Regions from separate parts of the Sus scrofa genome. Here region 2 is linked to region 1. Evidence: chromatin contacts called from public Hi-C data. All regions are on one chromosome and are shown on one strand. Each heading gives the region's core, a stretch centred on a gene start, on an enhancer-like site or on the middle of the called end of the contact. The rest is flanking DNA. Distances are from core to core; before and after follow the strand shown. Region 1 has its middle 43 kb from the start of EDN1. Region 2 holds the start of LOC106507349 (a long non-coding RNA gene).

Region 1 (7,517 bases), core at 1,073-3,572:
AGTATCTCCACTTAATGTAGGAGCAGCTGAAACTAAGGATGTTAAAAACATTCCCAGGAGTTCCCGTTGTGGCTCAGCGGTTAATGAATCCAACTAGGAACCATGAGGTTGTGGGTTCGATCCCTGGCTTTGCTCAGTGGGTTAAGCATCTGGCGTTGCTGTGAACTGCGGTGTAGGTCACAGACTCGGCTTGGATCCCGCATTGCTGTGGCTATGGCATAGGCTGGCAGCAACAGCTCTGATTGGACCCCTAGACTGGGAACCTCCATATGTCAAGGGTGCGGCCCTACAAAGACAAAAAGGCAAAAACAACAACAACGAAAAAAAACAAAAACAAAAAAACAAAAACATTCCCAAGCCCATCCTTGCGAAATCATGACATCAACCCTTTGTGACCCAGGCCTGCCCCTCCAATTTAACAGAACCCTGGAGACATTGGGTAGCTGCCTAGGGCCTCACAAAAGTTATTGGCCACGCTGCCGCCTTTGTTAATTGACTGGTTGATGCCCGTAAGCCTCTGAGGTTTAAAGCAATAACGGTGAATATTTAGAAGGAAGGATCTTACTTTGATATTTGATATGGATCTTTCAGTTGATAGTTAGAACTTGGGGAAACTTTCTGACTCCTTCAGAAATCAGAGCACATAGGTGACTCCTTCAAAACTGTTGGTGTGAGGGCAACAGGTTTGCAAAGCTGGTGATGCAGACACCCAGATATCTGACACTGACCTTCACTCACAGCAGAGAAAAACATTAATAAATAGGGTGTCCTAAGTCTTTCTTTCTTTCTCTCTCTTTTTTTTTTTTTTTTTTGCCTCTTCTAGGGCTGCTCCCGTAGCATAGTTCCCAGGCTAGGGGTCGAATCAGAGCTGTAGCCACCAGCCTACGCCAGAGCCACAGCAGCATGGGATCCGTGCCTCATCTGCAACCTACAGTACAGCTCATGGCAATGCTGAATCCTTAACCCACTGAGCAAGGCCAGGGATCGAACCTGCAACCTCATGGTTCCTAGTCAGATTTGCTCACCACTGCACCACAACGGGAACTCCCCTAAGTCTTTCTTTTAGTTCTTGCCAAGCTTGCCCTCCACCCTGGTCTCCTAGAAACAGTTATTCCCTTGCTCTTTGGGTTCTTATTCCTGCATGCCTCTAAAGGAAGTTTGGTCTTTGTTTGCTTGCATCTGACTTTTGTGATGAAAAATAGGGAAAGTAGAGAGACAAAGTGGTAAAGAAATTGAGAGAAAGCCAGGGGCGGAAGGAAGGAAAAGAAGAAGGAGCCTACAAAGCCGGGGCCAGAGGAGGCCGTGTCTGTGGAGGGCGGGAATAGTGAGTGGGGGCTTAGAGTTTAGAGTTTCCTGAACAGCAGGTGTATAAGGGAGCTGGAGAGCAGTGGACAGGAGTTTTAAGAAGGACTTCTGAGGGTTGCGAATTAGACTTCCCTCCTTAAAAGTTCCCCAAGAGATGTATTAATGCTTGCAATTACATTCAATTTTTATCAGTGGCTACACACGGTTTCTCTGAATAGAGCAGCAGCTCAGGAAGAGGCCACCTAGAGCCCTGATTTTTTAGAGGAGCTGCACAATCGTTTTTACAAGCATTTACTGAACACCTATTTTGTCCTAATGATGCAGAGACAAACAAAAGGGCAAGAGTTTATCATCAAGAATCTTACCAAACAGGTGTCTGCCCTCCTGCCTGGAATGATTGCCAGACCTTTGCCCCTCTTGCCTGTTTGCTCTGTGGATCTGCACCCAGTAGGAAGCAAAACAAAACAAAGTCAAGGTTGCTGCCATGGGAGGGGTGGACTCTAACCCACAGCGCGAAAAAGCACTGAGAGGCCGCTGAACTCAAGCTCTTCATTTTACAAATAAGGAAAAGGAAAGCAGAGGATGAGGCGGCTGCCCCAGGTCGTGGTGCAGAAGGACCCCGACAGGCACTGGAAGTACCTCCCCCTGACCTTCTGTCTTCTCTCAGAGGGGGCCTCTCAGGCAGTGCTGGGGCCTGTCTGGGGGACCCCTGCCTCCCCATCACCCCATCTCCCTGATCTAGAGTGGGAGCCGACCCCAGTTGTCAGGGACTTCCAGCGGGCTGGGAAGAAGCTGGAGGCTGGAACCCACTGTTGCCATGGAGAAGGTCTGTGATGCTGGTCCCAGCCTCCCCTGGAGGCAGCGCGGGGGCCTCTGGGCTGCGCTCAATTCCTGCCTCCCCGGGGATTCTGGGGTCGGTGGCGCCACCTCCAAGCAGGCCAGAGGGCCGTGGTCACTCGGTGTCGCGTTTCGTGGAGGGGAGGTGGAGGTGGGGGTGGCTAAAGAGACTCTGCTCTCTTCTGGGGAGTGTGGACATCTGCCTCTCCCCACAGCCCCATCCGCGGGAGGTCCATTCAGTGAGATAAGTTGACACTTGGGAAGATCAAAGGTCATCGAGTCAGCGGCAATTCGCTCCGGTGATTTATCAGCCGTGGGGGTTTGTTGAGGTGGAAAAAGAAAGGACAGTTCTGTGTGAGATGCCACCAAAATGCTGCCTTCTTCTGGAGGCTGGGCAGGCGGCAGTGCCCTGTCCCGGGCCATTCGTCCCTGGTTCCCTTGTTCCTTTGGCACAGGGAGTGAAAGTGCTGCACTGGGTGATCACTCTCAGCCGGGCAGGGAGCCTGCCGCCTCCCTGGGATGCCCACACCCTGGCTGGGACGAACGGTCAGGTCAGGAGCAGGAACTGGGATGGGGGCCGACTTTGCTGTCCCCAGTCCTGTGGGTCTGCTAAGTCCTGACCACTGCAGGGGGCGGGGGAGCTGGTCCTTTTTCTTCTTCACTTTCTCTCAGACTCAAAGGGGCTCTGCCCCGTGCTGCCTCCAGAACGGTTAATCAGGGTGATGCCCTGGAGCCACCGTGCCCTGGGGACACCCGACTGTGGGCCAGTGTGCACAACTGTGACCTCAGCCTTTCCCATCCGCTCCCAGAAATGCAGGCCATGCCAGTGAATTTATTACATGATCCTGAAGGAGTCACTCAGTGTCTCTGGCACTCGGTTTCCCCACCTGTCAATCATTACCTCTGTCCAATCAAAATAGTCCAGACATTTTCCCAATCATGCTTCCTGCCACCATCAGCCCCCTCTCTGTATCAGAAGTCCTGGGGACATTTATTTAAAATATGTGTACATGTAAAATGGCATATGATAGCACTTATATCTGGAATCTAATATACAGTGCAAATAAACGTTTTCACAGAGAAGAAACTCATGGACTTGGAAAACAGACTTGGGGTTGCCAAGGGGGAGGGAGAGGGAGTGGGATGGACTGGGAATCTGGGCTTCATAGATGCAGACTATTGCCCTTGGAGTGGATAAGCAAGGAGATCCTGCTGTGTAGCACTGGGAGCAATATCTAGTCACTTGCGATGGAGCGTGATGGAGGATGATGTAAGAAGAAGAAGGTATATATGTATGGGGGACTGGGTCATCTTGCTGTGCAGTAGAAAATGGACAGAACACCGTAAACCAACCATGATGGAAAAAATAAAAACCATTTTTAAAAACACCTCTATTTCCAAACCAAACCAAACCAAACCAAAACAAAAACCCTTCAAAAAAATAAATGAAAAAATAACATAAAAAGTAAATAAAATAGAATAAAATAAAATAAGTGTATATGTCATATGGATTCACTTTGCTCTACACCTGAAGCTAACACAACAGTGTTAAGTCAACTGTGCTCCAATAAAATTTAAAAATAAAAATAAAATATGGGTTCGGAGATCCCATTTGATTTAATGGTGCTGGGATGGGCCCAGGCATCTGAACAGCCAGCAAACTCCCGAGGTGACATTTCAATGCATTTTGCTTCTCTTGGGCAGCTTTCATGAATAAAAATGTACATGCTTGAACTCACTCCTTCCACATTAATTAAGCATCTGCGTGGCAGGTCCTGGACTGGGGGCTGCAGTCACTGAATGATTCTGTCCTCAAATCCTCAGTCAAGGGGCTCAGCCAAGTAACCCAGGTCCTGTGAACCTGTGACCCCAGAGAATGGACACATGGCTGTGGAGTGGGGGAGTGGCACCGAGGCCGCAGGAAGGGGCTGTTGGTGAGGTCAGAGGGGAGGCTGTTTGGGGTCGAGGGACAGCATCACATTTATTGGGAAAAGAGGTGAAAAGCCAGGCTTAGCAAAGAGCTAGAACATGAACTTTCTTTTCTTTTCTATTCTTTTCTTTTTTTTTTTTTCCTTTTCTAGGGCCACTCCTGCGGCATATGGGGGTTCCCAGGCTAGGAGTCCAATCAGAGCTGTTTTTGCCGGCCTAAACCACAGCCACAGCAACGTGGGATCTGAGCCGCGTCTGCAACCTACACCCCAGCTCACAGCAATGCCAGATCCTAACCCACTGATCAAGGCCAGGGATGGAACCCGCCACCTCGTGGTTCCCAGTCAGATTTGTTAACCACTGTGCCACGACGGGAACTCCTAGACCATGAATTTTCTAAGGAGTTTGGACTTTATCCTAAAGCGTCAAGTCTTTTTTTTTTTTTTTTTTTTTTCTTTTGTACAGGAGTGACGAGCTTTGTCTTTTATCTCCCTCCCCTTTTAACCTAAGAAAAATACACAATCATTTCTGCCAGCCCGGTCCCCACCCCACAGTAAACATGGCCCTGGGTTTGGGGCTGGATGCTCTTGAGTGTCACTTCCTCACCACTCCCCTTCCAGTAATGAGGAAAACCCAGACGCATGGTCCTCAAATGCCAGCTGAATATCTGAGTCCGTATCTTCCCTAATTCTACCAGGCAGGGACTCTGAAACGTCTCACTGACTTCTAGCGACTTTACACTGGCTTGGTCAAAAAGCATTCCACCTGTTTAACCAGCTGGAATATGCAGTCGTATCTCATCCATCCCTAGGGGTTTAGCTGGTAACCTCAACCACACCAAAGAGACTGGGGAATAAGAGCATTACCAAACATATAAGGTCAATGCCATTAAATCTGTGCTCCAGACGTCATTGGGATGTATTCAGTTATTCAGTCCTTTACTGGAAGCTGATCTGCCATGTTAAACACAATTGGAACAAGCCTGGCATTTTTCATTTTCAGCCCAGGACAGATTAGAAGAAATAGGTAAGAGAGAGCGAGAGAGATTTACTCCATAGCATGCAGGCAGGAAGGAGAGTTCAAAAAGCACAGCCACCTGCCACCACCACCACTCACCAAGGACAGAGACAAAGGGTCTTATAACCCCATCTTGGTCCGGGGGAGAGGGGCATTTCTGGTTGACTACAAGGCTCCTTGTGTTCGCTGTGCTCTGTTAAACGAGGGAGGGCCATGTGCAGGAGACCTCGGGAAAGAACTCCTGCAAAGGACCATGATATAAAAATGTTGCTGCTTCGGGAAACACACTTCACTTGTCTGGAAAGTTCCTTTACAAGGATTACGTTACTCTCTAATGCTACAAACGAATGAAGCATTTCTGCGTTTAAGTTGTACTGAGTTGGTGTCAGGTGATGGACAAATGGAATTCTAAACTTTTCCATTCCCATGGTACCAGCTTCCCTCCCTGGAGAACCAAATGCTTAGAGAGGGCTCCTTCCCCTCTTTTTACACTAAGGGCGAGTGAAGATCACTAAGCCTAACCCAAGGGACTTTTCTGACTCCTGTGAGATTAAGAGGATACTCCTTGTCCTCTCAGGACCACATTGGGGTTGATTGTGTCCCCAGTTAGCTGTCCAGAAGCTCCTGTTCTTAAATCAAGGGACCCATGAACACCATATATACATTAGCATCCAGTAAGCACCTGCTATGGCCATGGTCAATAAAGCTTGGTGTGGGTGAGATACTGGTGGAGGTGAGATTCTGACTCCCTGGGGGCTGGGTAAAGCTGGGCTCCTTGGTTGATAGACTCTAAGCTTGAAAAGCATGGTTGGGGCACAACGATTAAGAAGCAAAAACCCTCTAGGAACTGTTATTTATCCGTTGTGAACACTTTATGTTGGTAAAAAACTCTCAAATTCTAGTCTCTTCAACCATCAATTATTCTTTACAATATGGGAAATGCTTTCTTTAGAAAAAAATTTTATTAAAGCATAGGTGATTTACAGTGTTGTGTTAGTTGCTGGTACACAGCGAAGTGATTCAATTATTCATAAACGTTGATATATTCTTTTTCATATTCTTGTCCATTATGGTTTATTACAAGATGTTGAAGATTGGCCCCTCTGCTCCACAGTAGGACTTTATGCTGTTTATCTATTTTATATATAGTACTTTGCATCTACGAATCTCATTTATTTATTTATTTATTTTGTCTTGTCTTGTCTAGGGCCGCACCCATGGCATATGGAGGTTCCCAGACTAGGGGTCTAATCAGAGCTGTAGCCACTAGCCTATGACAGAGCCACAGCAACGTGGGATCCGAGCCGTGTCTGTGACCTACATCACAGCTCCAGGCAAGGCCAGATCCCCAATCCATTGAGCAAGGGTTGGGATCGAACCCTCATGGTTCCTAGTCGGATTCGTTAATCACTGAGCCATGATGGGAACGCCTGCATCTACTAGTCTTAACCTCCTAATTTATCCCTCTCTCCCCCTTTCCCCTTTGGTAACCATACCTTTGTTTTCTAGGTTTGTGAGTCTGTTTCTTTTTTGTAAACAAGGTCATTTGCATCAGATACAAAATGCTTTCAAATATACTCCCTTATTCCCTAAAAACCTCTGCTTTCTTCTTACTCTGGGTCCTCACAAACACAGGCAGGAAACTGCAAGTCTGTGTTTCTGTTCATCGAGGCAAAGAAATGGAACCCTCTTTATGACATAACTTGTGATCTTTCTGACGTCTCTTTCTGCTAAATAATTACCAAAATCAGAAGGGGGAAATACAAGTCAGTCTGTCTTTCTTTCTCTTTCCTTCCTTCCTTCCTTCCTTCCATCCTTCCTTCCTTCCTTCCTTCCTTCCTTCCTTCCTTCCTTCCTTCCTTCCTTCCTTCTTTCTTTCCTTCTTTCTTTCTCTTTCTTTCTTTTTTTCCATGTTTATCAGCATCTTTTGAGTCCTGCGGTGTTCCTTCTGACAAATGGTTGACTTGCTGAGGTCCAGACTCTCGTGGTGGCTCAAACCAGGGGTCTCAGATGGTTTTTGTTTGGTGACACTCTCTGTTTTCCTAACCTGGCTTCCAATGGAGTCATAGCAGCCTGCGCAGGAGGAGCACAGGGGCAAGATCAAGAGAGCCATGCTCAGAACGCTTTCCTGCTTTCCTCTCTCCACTACCTGACTCTTGCAAGGTGGTGTGTGGCCCGTGGGAGACCATGTGTGAAAGCTTTTTTTTTTTTTTTAGTACATGAACCTCTATTTTACACTGAGGAAAGGTTTTCTTATCTGGGCTTGTAATGAATTTCAACTCTCAGGAGTAGAAAGGGCCCTTCTTACTCCTCGAGGAATTGTTAGAATTAACCTCCAACCCAGAAAACTTGCTGAGTCATCTGTGCGTCTTTTGGATGTAAAATCGAGTTCCATCCTTCTTCCCATCTCTTGCTACCCGATCAGCTCT
Region 2 (7,427 bases), core at 3,379-5,878, 130 kb after region 1:
CAGAGGAAATATGTTATTTTTGAGTACCCATTCTGGAAGTTCCCTGGTGGCTCTGTGGTTAAGGATCTGGTGTTGTCACTGCTGTGGCTTGGATTGCTGCTGTGGCACAGGTTCAATCCCAGACCAGGGAAATTTCACGTGACCTGGGCATGGCCAAAAAAAAAAAAAAAAAGTTCCCATTCAAAATGAAATGATGTTATTCATTTGAAATGTGTCAAAAACTGTGAAGGATCTAAGGTTTTAGCTTACTTAGAAGCTAACAAGTTAGCCTGCCACACTTTTATGGATGCTGGCAGGAGACATCATTACTCTTGGGTCAGAGACACGGACCTTTGTGGTATACAGTATTAGCAGCAGGCCAAGGATTGACACTTTCTTGTACCAGTTCCACAGTCCCAATTACACCGTGCAATTCAAAGAGCCAGGGCACCTCTGTAAGAGGTGGGTTGCATTATAGGAAAGGAACCCTGAGCTCAGGGAACCAGAATCTTTTATAGTAAGCATCGTGTCTCTATGTAGTACATACATAATAATGGACTATCACTTAGCCATAAAAAGGAATGAAATAATGCCATTTTGAACAACATGGGTGGACCTAGTGATTATTCCACTAAGTGTACAAGTATCATACCATTTCAGTTATATGTGGGATGTTAAAAAATGATACAAATGAACTTATTTGCAGAAGAGAAACAGACTCATAGACTTTGAACAACTTATGGTTCCCAAAAGGGACAGGTGAGTGGGTGGGAGGAATGGATTGGGGTTTAGGATTGGCCAGAGGTATATGGAATGATTGGCCAATGGGGATCTGCTGTGCAGCACAGAGAACTCTACCCAATATTATGTGATGGTCTATGTGGGGAAAGAATCCGAAAGAAAATGGATGTGTGCACACGGATGACTGAATCACTTTGTGGTCAGTGGAATTTACCACAACCTTGTAAATCAACTATACTTCAATAAACCATTTAAAAAGGATAAAAAGGCTATTTACTAAGCAGACATCTTTGAAAATATAGCCCAGAAAAATAGACAGTCAATGACTCTGCTTCTGCTTACAAAATGTTCAGACCATGAGCTATCCATTAAGAATTGTCTCTCAACCATCCACTTTAAAAAAAAAGTCAATATCCATGCCGTGTCAAATTATATAAATTAAACATAATAGAGCCCCAAAAGTAACATTATAATATGAATTTATAATACATAATCTAAATTTATATGAAACTAGGATTTGCTTTCTAGTCAATATTTTTATAAATATTACTGTATCATCATGGTAATAATATAAAGGGGATGTCTAAAGGGACAAATTTCTATTTGAATTGAGGTTAATACAGTCATCAATCAAATAGAAAGCCAGTGGGGGAAGGCCTTTGCAAAATACACTCCATTAGAAGAAGATTTGGAAGAGAAGTCATGCTGTCTTTTTTAAGTTGTGGTTTGATTGGAGAGACACCAGTAAATAAGTAATCAAAAGGAGAGTTATTTGTTCTTCTTGCTGGTGGGGGGGGCAGTTCTTGAGCTGGACATTGGACAACAGGAAGGACTTCCCTGCATGCGGGGGGATGTCAAAGTCCATAGAGTGGTAAAGGCGGTCCCAGAAATGCAGGATGCGAAGAAAAGGCATTGGTCTGATTAGATCTTCCCAGTGACAGAGGTAAATACTAGTTGACTCGCTGTTCTTTGTGTGTATTTGTTGTTTGTTTGTTTGTTTGTTTGTTTTAACCACAAGTAACGCTTGACTGACGTAAAGCAAGTTCTTGTTTTCCCTTTCATTTTTCTTCATTATTGTGCTTTCCCCATCTCAAGCCAGATAGCAAATCCGGTAAACCCCAGATTCACACGATTCATCCAAACACCAAAATCTGCAGTGAATTATGCTTCCACCCTCCAATACTTGATGTCACTTTAAAGACTAGCTCCTGGAAAGGAAATGTACTATCTTCCATTTGCTTATGGAGATAAATATGCCCCAGTTCCCTCTACCTGTAAAGTAGAGCAGATAAATAGAGGTTTTGCTTTAGAAAGTCGCTATGAGTTACCATGGTTAATATTTTTAGAACAGTGGCTGGCATATAGAAAGGACTTTATAAATGTTTACTATTATTATCTCAAAAATAGCACTGTTTTCCTTTATTTTTTCAGATCAGAGTGAAGTTCAGGCCTTGGAAAACATAGAAATACCAACATCAGATCAGCATGAATTTTATGAGCGCAGTGTCAGCCACGTGGTAAACAGTAAGCAATTATTTGTTGAATGAATGATGGTGTTACGTGAACACGTAAACCAAAGGTGCTCATACTCTTAACTCTTTATTCTCACTTTACCACAAATCCATTAAGGTTGAAACTTAAGTGAAAGGGGCTGGAGAGTAATCTTAGCCTGAGCCAATGCCCACGGTAATCGGCTGTGCTCCCAATTTGTCAACACAGTATCCTTACCCCTTTAGAAAGTCTGATAGAGTTTTGGTCAACACACGTCTGCCTCTTTCCCTCTCATGGTATTTAACTGTCAGGATGGCCTTCTGGATAGAACAAGGCAGATTTATGCCCTAAGCAAAGATGGGTAATTCAGGTGGAAAGTAAAATGCACCCAGTCACGTAACATCCTTTGAGACTGTATGGGATGAAAAATAAAACTATATGCAATTCAACTGCTCTAAGGTCTGACGGTGAAAACTCAGAGTCATGTCATTCCTTCCAGAGCTTGATCTACAGATTTTACCCTCCATCACCTTTGGGTAAAAGCTATTTGTAGTGTCATTCAGTCTGAAAGTTCTTGAGTAGAAAAGGCTGTCTCTGGGGTGTGTTTTAGTTTTAATTCCAGGTAATTACTCTAGACGTTGTATTTCACTGCCTGATTGAATGTAGCCTGAGGTAACCTGACAGATATTTTCTGACATGTCTTGGCAATTGCCTAATGCCCCACCAAAGTCTCAGCTATGAGGAAAGACCAAGTATAACTTGGTCTCTTTTGGAGCAGACTTGGTGCCAGGAATTGCAGTGGCACAGCTGCTTGGCATCAAGGACTGTGTAAATAAGAGGCTGGGTAGAGCTTCAGTCGATAGGAAAAATGTCAGAGAACGTTCCAAAGCTGTAACAGCACTGCTACCTCTATCAGAATATGAAGGGCTCATTTTTTCTCCTTTAAAAAAAAAATCAACTTGTTGGGAAAATTAGCTCCTGATATTGAATGGACTTGGAAGGAGAAGGGCTAACATGACTAGTTTAGATTTATTATAGTAGGTCCAGAAAGCCTCCTCCACAGAGTAAATGAGAGGAAAAAAAAAAATTTAAAGGACACTGTTGTGGACAGAATTATCTTCCTTACCGCCTCACCCCCCAATTCATGTGTTGAAGCCCAAACACCTAGTATCACAGAATGGGACCATATTAGGAGATAAGGTCTTCACAGAACTAAAATTAGGTCCTTCCTTTGGGCCCTAATCCAATAGGTCTGGTGTCCTTGTAAGAACAAGAAGCTGTGACGAAGATGGTGGATGAGAACACAGAGAGGGCTGTCCTTTACAAGCCAAGGAAAGAGACCTCGGAGGAAACCACCCCTGCCAGCACCTTGATCTTGGACATCTAGCCTCCAACACCTCGAGACAGTACACTTCTGTTACTTGAGCCACCCCATCTATGGTAATTAGTTACAGCAGCTTTAGCAAACTAATATGGTGACTAAAGACATTTAGAGGCATAAAAATAGCAAGGCAAATTTCTGTGGTTAAAACCTCATAAGGGTCAGGAGGAGGGTGGAACGTTTGGATAAAGGTGAATAGGACAACACGGTCACCCGCAAGTCGTCCGCTATGGAATTTTGCACAGTCATGGTCCACACACTTAATCTGACAGTTATTTGGAGGGAGATACATTTTATATACTTGGAAATATAACCAGGAGATGGGTAAGTGTTGAGTATTCAAAAGGATGAGGGCACTAAAGCTCCCAGAAGGAGAGACCCTTGACCCTGGGATGATCCTGGAAGGCGTCAAGGAGGAAGTCAAGTCCATTAATTCTTTGAAAGTTGAGTGAAGATTGAATATGAATAAAAGGCAGATAGGTCTCAGATAAAAGCAAAGAGGTAGCAAATGCAATGTATGTTTTAGGGACCATAAAAGGGATAGCTTGCCAAAGCGGAGCCTTTGCACCCTGAAGAGCACACCTCTTGGTGTTTGCGTGGTAGGTCCATTCTTTATGAGCCCCGGCTTTAAAAAACAATAAAGCCAGGGAGTCCCTGCCGTGGCTCAGGGGTAACAAATCTGACTAGAATCCATGAGGATGTGGGTTCAATCCCTGGCCTCTCTCAGTGGGCTAAGGATCCGGCGTTGCTGTGAGCTGTGGTGTTAAGTCAGCAGCTACAGCTCCTATTTGACCCCTAGCTTGGGAACTTCCACACGCTGCACTCATGGCCCTAAAAAAGACCAAAAACCAAAACCAGAACCAAAACAAACAAACAAACAAAACCAACAATAAAGACATTTAACTAGTGGCTGGAGGCACAAGGAAACTTTCCAGCTATTAAAATCAATCAGGGCTGTTACGAATTTTATTACAACAGGCAAACGTTTCATCCACTGGAAAATGTTTCTGTCCACACCTTCTGACCTAAATCATGAAACCTCACTTTTCTCTTCCACCCCATTGACCCTTGGAGCTATTTGTACAAGCACTGCCCTGCAGTTACCTTTGTTTCATCTAAGAGAAGATCTGCCAAAGAAGTGCCCAGAATAAACAAGGAATGCTTCCAGAGCTTTAAAATACTAGTTCTGTCTTAAAAATCCTTTTACTCTTTTCATCAAAAAGGAAAATGCAGAGGATGGCCGTTTGGCCCTGCCCTGAGGCCAATTTAATCCATTCTACACGTCTTTGAAGGCAATGGTTGCATTTTACAATTTAAGTTTTTGATTCAGATTGACTTTTACAATAGTATCCAAATGGTTACCTTTTACTGTACTGTTCTCGTCTTTAAATTAAACCAACAAATAGTATTGCACTTCTACCATAGCTTTAGGGAAGAAATAACCCTAAATTAATGGATGAGGATAATGCGTAATGCATATATTTTCTATTCAAGCCATCGGGGCACCCCCAAACCGTGGCAGTTGATAAATCTTTTACTCATATTGAGGTAAGAACTGGTAGAGAGGTTTGGATTGTGAAGATGTTGAAAAGATCAGGTCATCGATTTATTTTGCATGGTGTTACTTGGAGAAGCTCTGCTAATTATTAGCATCTTTACCAATGAGGCGTAGGAAGGAAGAGTGAGAATAAAACTCTAATGATTAACATTTTGCCCTTATTAGTCACGTGGACTAGAGCTTCATGAGAATGGCTGTTGAAGGAAGCTTTGTGGAAAAAGCATAGGAGTCAGGGAGGTAAGGACAGAAAGAAAGGCAAGGGACAGACCAGCTCATAGTCTAGAACGTGGCTTTACTGTTATGGGTAATGGGAGCCACTGGTGCCCTTAGAGCCAGGATCTAATAAGACATGAAGTACACTTGGTGGAAGTTATTTTAGCAGATATACTCAGAGTGTGTTTCAAAGGAAGAAGTAAGAAGGAGGCTAGACTAGTATCTGGGACATATATTTCGTGTGTTCATGACATATCTAACTTGATCTTAATTTTTTTGTTGTTATTTCTAGGCCATGTGGTTCATCTGCATTTTAGTTTTTTTTTTTTTTTTTCAAATAGTCACAAAAAATGTTCCAATATATTTATTGGAAAAAAATCCATATGTAAGTGGACTCACGCAGTTCCAACTCTTGCTGTTCAGCTGCATATTTCCTCAACCTCTCACAACCAGACAAGAATTGGGAAAAGGCCTCCTCTCTCTATGGATTCGGTTCTACCAGCAGGTGGTCTACGCGGTGAAAAGAGGAAGGAGACCAAATTAGGTGCTGAAGCCGGGGGTTACCTTCTCAGCTTTGTCATTTCTTAGGTCCAAGACCTTGGGAAAACGACACAGACATCTCTTAGCTACACTTCCTACCTCTCCAAAATGAGATTCTACTTGCAAGGCGTACAAGAAAATTTTTTTCTCTGGTAAAAATACTAAATGACAGATGTTATCAAAGTTATTGCTTTTATTGATATTCTTTTTTTTAGGGCCTCTACTGTGGCATATGGAAGTTCCCAGGCTAGGGGTCGAATGGGAGATATAGTTGCCGGCCTACACCGCAGCCACAGCAACACCAAATCCTTAACCCACTAGAGCAAGGCCAGGGATTGAACCTGCATCCTCATGGATACTAGTCGGGTTCTTTACTGCTGCGTCACAATGAGAATTCCTGCTTTTATTGTTATTCTTATTATGTCACTGCCCCGCCACAAACATGGGCACGTGACTTTTCTCACCTCTTTCCTGCCCTGGATTGGAAAGAGCTGGCGTCTCAGGCTTATCTTAGGTTTGACCTATTCTAATTTTGTGTTGATTTATTTTTATGGCAGATTGATAAAGGAGCAGTTTTATTTCGGTGAAAAAACGCTTTAAGTGACCACAGCTTTCTGATGAGGTAATTTTGTTGGGCGTGCAGAACCTCAGCTGGAAAAGCCGTGGTTGGTGGCGTCCTTGTACCGCCGTTCGCCCTACAGTTGGTTGTCATTTAATTCACAGAACTTCCTAATAATCAATAATGACAGACCGGAATCAAAACAGATTCCTGCCTCCCATGTGTTTGATGGATTTGGACTGAGATCAGGAAGCTGCTTCTTCCTTAGGAATCCCATGTGGGTTCGTGGGTTCTTTTTCTTAAAGCCAGAGTTCAACTTTCTGGTTTGGTCATCGAGCCATATGTCACCCATGGGCATCTGTTCTCCTTTGAGGTAAGTAGTCTACAGGCTGATGTTTTCGGCAGAAAAGCACATTCTGGGTTATAGGTCTGGGATCGGTAGGAAGTCTATCTGGGTTCTAGTTTGGGGAGCACCCCTCTCCTGTGTGACTCAATCTACCTTCACAGCTGAAGTGCGGGCTGTTTGGAGAGAAGTCATGGGTACATTTCTGGTTCCCTCTGGGACTTCGTGACCTTTGACAAACCACAGGAACTCTTTGTGCCTTGGAGACGCGTTTCCCCCCGTGACTTCTCTCTGACAGGTGCTGTCAGAATTAGAAAGCCCTGGAAGATCCTCCAAACCTAGACTTATAATTACGATTAATAATAGTAATTAACTTTCATCACAGGTGAGTCATCTATACCTTAGAAATTCAGTAACGATTTGTTTCAAAGGTACCCCTGAACATTTCCTTACTCAGCCTCACTCCTCGGAGAAGGTACGTTACCTCCTATTTTTTATCCTTTTTAAATTTTTTCCAGCTTTATCAAAGTGTAATTGGCCAACAAAAATTATGTATGGTTGAGGCAGATAACGTGATGTTTCGCTCTGTGTATATACATTGTGAGATGGTCACTATAATCAA

The links. Hi-C and Micro-C count contacts between places; a contact is called where the count stands out from the background.
Region 2: a contact with region 1 is called in a Hi-C map of liver, with 6 times the contacts expected there. The contact joins two enhancer-like sites. A contact is called at or near these places in 6 of 47 Hi-C or Micro-C datasets (embryonic fibroblasts, liver and skeletal muscle).

Annotation. Positions count from the first base shown.
Region 1 is chr7:8,791,284-8,798,800 of Sscrofa11.1, forward strand. No RefSeq gene overlaps it. Among named protein-coding and RNA genes, the nearest start is that of EDN1, 43 kb to the left of the region's middle. Within about 2 kb of position 2,323, at least 8 of the 83 cell types and tissues checked have an H3K27ac peak or open chromatin away from gene starts, as enhancers often do. A contact at or near this core is called in liver, where this site is marked.
Region 2 is chr7:8,915,438-8,922,864 of Sscrofa11.1, forward strand. It overlaps LOC106507349 (a long non-coding RNA gene), which reads left to right and starts at 1,580. Exons shown (of 4, transcript XR_001303268.2): 1 at 1,580-1,663; 2 at 2,152-2,244; 3 at 3,462-3,651. Within about 2 kb of position 4,629, at least 2 of the 83 cell types and tissues checked have an H3K27ac peak or open chromatin away from gene starts, as enhancers often do. A contact at or near this core is called in liver, where this site is marked.